Linked DNA regions of Macaca mulatta: region 2 is linked to region 1. The links are chromatin contacts, called in public Hi-C maps. All regions are on one chromosome and are shown on one strand. Each heading gives the region's core, a stretch centred on a gene start, on an enhancer-like site or on the middle of the called end of the contact. The rest is flanking DNA. Distances are from core to core; before and after follow the strand shown.

Region 1 (2,572 bases), core at 32-2,531:
TCCATCATCTCACAAAATGCAAAAAGAGACATTGTCTATGGTTCATATGCTTTTTTTTTTTTTCTGTAAAGGGTGGTAAAGATTTATTATACACCTTGAACTTTAAAGTTTCCAAAGCACTTACTAAATCTGTTTCAGAACACTTTTTCCTTAGCCTCCTGAGTAGCCGGGACCACAGGTGCACACCATGACATCCGGCTAATATTTGTAGTTTTTGTAGAGATGGGGTTTCCCCATGTTGCCTAGGCTGGTCTCAAACTCCCGGGCTCAAGCAATCCCCCCAACTTCACTTCCCAAAGTGCTGGGATTATGAGGGTGAGCCATTGTCCCCACCTTCAGAACACTTATTATATTGTATGCAAATGTCCATAAAACCCCCTCTGCTACTTCTTGGAAGACAAGGACTCATCTTTACTATTTCATATTTATATTGAAATGTGTTATTTTACTCATCTTTACGTGTTTGTCTCACACACCTGAGTTGTTAGCATTTAGCAGACCACACCAGCAAACTGGTGGCTGTTTCTGCTTGTTACTTGTGGTATTCAAGTTTGCAGTTCCTACTAAGCGCTCAGCAAATTCATATTGAAGCCATGAATGATATGCCTAGGGTAGTCAGGATGATTCCTTAACCACTCATTCACTGGCATCTGAACACTATCATTCAGCTGGAGAGAGGCACTGCTTGTTGGGACCCCCAAACTCCAAAGCTCCCAGGCAACAAGCCCTGCAGCCAGCCCTGAATGTCCTTTCCCCCTGAGACCTCAGCCTTCAATCCTCGTGGGTATTTTCTTTGAAACCACTCTGCAGTTTGCATAGACTTTGCTATATTTTAGATATTCTTCAAAATTTTTATTATTATTATTGTTGTTGTTGGGTTTTTTTTTTGGTAGAGTCAGGGTCTCACTTTGTTGCCAAGGCTCAAACTTGAACTCCTCGCTTCAAGAGACCCTCCTCAACCTCCCAAAGTGCTGGGATTACAGGCGAGCCACCGCGCCCGTATTCTTTAAATTTTAAATTTAACAATCTAAGATAACTTTTTATATCTTTATTACAGATCCCTCCCCAAGAAGAAGATCTTGGACGAGAGAAAGCGAGAGGTTGGAGAGTAGACACTAGTATCTAAGTTGGGGAAACCTGGTCACTTTCCAGAGAGAGCAATTCCTGAGGTGGGCGGGGGCGATTGGAAGCTGAGGACCCCACGTGACCTCGGGCTCCTGGGGCTGAGCCGACCCCGCCCCTCCCCTCCCCGCCCGCCGCCTCCAGGGGGGCGCATGCGCAACCCGTGTTAGTGATGGAGGAGAGAAGATGGCGGAAGCGGAGTGAGTGACTAGATGGTGACTGATGTCGTAACTAGGGGGGCGAGTTGGGGCAGCGACACGTTCCCCCAGGGGAAAGCTCAGGGCTCTTTCGCGGGCAGTGTGGGGAAAGAGAGACTCGACACCCGTCTTATCGTGGAGGAGCCTGCTAGGCCCGTGTCGGGGGGCGAAGGCGAACTCTAGGGTTCAGTTACCCTCCAGGCAGGAGCGCCCCTTCCGCCGTCAGGTCCCGGATCTGCTCGGCCTTGCGCGCAGGGTCACCGTTGGGACTCCGGGAGCTGGGGCTTTCCGGGGAACGAGCCCGGGTGGGCTCCTCAGGCGCTGTCATTTCTGCAAGTGGGCCCGGCGGGCAGCCTTGTTACGGCTGCCTGCGCAGGGGCCCGCGGAGGCTGCGTAGGGCAGGGCGGGCACTGCCAGGCCTCCTTCGCCTTCCGCTCTTTCCCGCCTCGGCACCACCCCACTCCTCCTCAGCGGGAGAACCCGAGACGCGGGGCTGTCCACAACCCTCGTGCCGGAGGCCTGCAGGAGTTGTCCCAGCGTGGGCCTGAGAGCGGCGGGGGCTGCTTGCAAGTCTCGTGAGGCTGAAAACACCCTGAAAGAAAGATCTTTCCCTCGAGTCTCTGGCTGCAGCGTTGCTGCCTCACAAGCAGGCCACATTCTTGTGTGTCGGTGTGACGTTATGCTTAGTTAACGACTCCAGAACTTAACTGTTTCCTAGGTAGGCCTCTTGTGCGCCAGAACTGCTGGCTGTATTTTGCGGGTATTAGTATGCCTAGACGGTGGAGTTTCCAAAATTGTTCTTTTGTGCCAGGCCTCAAAATGCAGTGCGATGGTTTGGCCAGTTCCACTCACCGATGTTTAGACTTACGCCTAGAATTTGGATTCTCTGTGACCATTTTTGGTTCGTAGTTAGAACTGTTTACCATACTGTTTGGATTGGAGGGCATGGTTGAGCAGATTAACACTTTAAAAAGACCAGAACTTAAGCTCGCCTTTTGCATGTCATTGGTACACTATACGGTAGTAGTATGACAGGCAGCAGTTTGGTAAAAAGTTTACCTTATCTACCACTAATACTGTATAATGTTGAACAGTTACTATATGATGCTGTGATTTGATTGGAAGGCAGTTTGGGAAAAAAAAAACCAAACCAGAAGCATAAAGATGTATGAATTATTCACTAATCCAAAAAGTAAGTGAGGAGTCAGCTTTCTTTCTGACGGTTTTCCTTTCACTTTTCCTCTTATTTTCTT
Region 2 (2,572 bases), core at 32-2,531, 36 kb before region 1:
ACTTCTCAGTCTCAAACCTTTATGGTCACACTAACATTTCACATTTCTAATGCTCCTAAACATAATTATCTCAAAAAAAAAAAAAAAAATTCAAACCACAACTGTATTTAAAGGAAGGGGACACTTTGCGTCACTGACAGAAAATGATTTAACACAATGAACTCAGAACTGGGTTTTTTCTTGTAACCATAGTAAGAGTGAAGATCAGAGAATTTAAAACTGCAACTAGGCTAGTCGCACTTTGCAGTATCTCACCCTATCGGGTAGTCGTTCAAACAACACCGAGAAAGAAAGGCTCACAAAATTTTGATTTACACACATGCAACTTAATCTTGACGAGACATAAGTACCCACTGCACGTCCCTGAAAACGCATCGACTTGATTCTTAAATACAACCCCTATGTCTAATATACTGGCAGTGCAGATACACTACGTGAACACAACGGGGATGAAGATATATCTAAGAGAACAAGAGGCGTTAGGCCTGCTGGTAATCAAAACGGCCAGCTAACTGAAGTAGTCCCGTTTTCTATCCCCACAGCAAACAGAGTTAACTAAAGCACCGCTTGGAATCCTCAACTCGCAACCCCAAATACACCCAGACTTAAGGATGCAAGGCCACTACAAAGCTCTCAGTAGACGAGTCTCTCGTCCACACCAGGTGCACCTACTCTATCCCTTAGGTTCCTCCTCGGACCCTACTCTGGCCCCTTGGGTCCCCGCACTGCCATACCTGGGTACCCCTCCAGTCCTGCGTCCCCTTGCTTCGCCCCCACCCCCATCACTTCGTCATTCGCCCTGAGTCACCGGAGCCGCCCGCCCGCCCAGCCCAACCCGCCTACAACACCTCCAGCCCCTCACCCTCCCCTCCTCCATGCCGAGTGGAGCCGGCCTGTCCCCTCCCGCCCACGCGCCCTGCCCCAGGACACTCACCCGCGGTAGTAGGCTTTCACCCGGACCTGGTGGGAATGGTCCCCGCTGCCGCCGCCTGCGACCGTGTGGGACATGGTGCTGCTGTCCCTCTGAGTCGGCATCTCCTCACTCCCCCGCCTCAACACTGGAGGCCGGGGGTGCGGGGGGGCGCTCCGGACCCCGTGGGGGACTCCGCCGCCCGCGCCTGTCGGAGAGCCGCGGCCGTCAGCCCACCTACCTGCCCACCTCGCCCGCAGCGCCGACCCAAGGGTCGCCTCGCCGGAGCAGCCGGAACCGCGCGGCTCCTCCCACTCCCCGTAGGCGCCGCCGCCTCTACAGCCGCCCGGGCCCAGGACACCTCCTGCGTCGGTCCCTCCCACTTCGCTCGCTCCAAAGGCCCACATTCCGGGGTAGGGCGGGCGCAACCATCTAGCCAGCTCAAGGAGCCTCAATGCCGGGCTGAACCATCCTTACGGGGGCAGAGAAAGGAGACAGAGGGAATGGGAGACGCTGCTTATGGCATCAAACAGGCCAGGAGGGGTGCTTTCACGCGAGCTGTGAAAGAGACAATGACCAGCTCTAGATCACTAAAGTCTCTTCCCTGGAGGAACAATGGTAGGGACAAATTCTACGACACCTCACCCTAGCCTCGCAACTTGGTCACGCCTGCGGTCGGCCGACTTGGCACCCGGGATAGATTTGCGTGCAGGTTTCTGGGATTTGGAGTCCTCATGGCATTCTGGGACTTGAGGTTCCTTGCGCGTAGGGTTGCGCGCCTTCCCGTTGGTGAAGTCTCTCTCTCCAGCGTGCTCCCTGGAGCTGTTGGGGTGGAAAACCTGGATCCAGCTTGGGCATCTGAAGGTCCTGGAAATGACTGGGCTTTCTCACGTTCTAGACTTTATTATCTGATTAAGTCTCCCATCTTCTAATTGCATAAATCGTCTAAATTATACATGTCTTTTTGGGGAACAAGAATTTGGTTACCTGCTCAGCGTAACCTCTTTTATGGAAATAATTTAATAACATATGTAACAAATATAATAAAGGAAGAAAGTCAACCAGAAGATAGGATGAAAACCCGATTTTTCTTATTTGGGGGCCCCCATATCTAGGCCCTTGTAGACTGCCCTTGCATGGAACAAGAGCATAATGAATACTTGCCCAATCAAGTCAGTCAATCCAAGAGCATTTCATTCTGTTAAAAACTGGCTTACCAAGGATTAGAAAGAATCGTCCTTGTAACCTAGTCTCTGACTTTCCTAGGATGTTGGCTCTGACACATAATTTACACTGCAACTACAGGTAGCATGAATCCAGCCCCTACAGCAGTCCTGGTGCTGAACGAGTTGGAATAATCAAAGAAATAGCTTTCTTTACGATGATAAAATAGGCTTGGGGGACTGAGTCATCAGTTATGTGTGACATTTTAGCGTGGTACGACATCCTCCAACTGCTACAGACTTGGATTATATACTCTTACTAAAAATTCCCCTTGAGTCAGGCAAAGGGCTACATGCCTGTAGTCCCAGCCTTTGAGAGGCTGAGGCAGGAGGATCACTTGAGCCCAGGAGTTCAAGGCCAGCCTGAGCAACATGGTGAGACCCCATCTCTTAAACAGACAAACAAAAATCCCATTGAAAACTTGGTATCAGGTTTTCA

What was found. Hi-C and Micro-C count contacts between places; a contact is called where the count stands out from the background.
Region 2: a Hi-C map of fetal cortex germinal zone shows a contact between it and region 1, with 1.6 times the contacts expected there. The contact joins the promoter of PRKCI here to the promoter of PHC3 in region 1. A contact is called at or near these places in 3 of 14 Hi-C or Micro-C datasets (fetal cortex germinal zone, fibroblasts and liver).

Annotation. Positions count from the first base shown.
Region 1 is chr2:81,902,617-81,905,188 of T2T-MMU8v2.0, reverse strand. It overlaps PHC3 (polyhomeotic homolog 3), which reads left to right and starts at 1,281. Exons shown (of 16, transcript XR_013413632.1): 1 at 1,281-1,322. It overlaps LOC144339047 (a long non-coding RNA gene), which reads right to left and starts at 1,647. Exons shown (of 3, transcript XR_013413651.1): 1 at 1,514-1,647.
Region 2 is chr2:81,938,628-81,941,199 of T2T-MMU8v2.0, reverse strand. PRKCI (protein kinase C iota) reads right to left here and starts at 1,281. Exons shown (of 19, transcript XM_015131633.3): 1 at 935-1,281.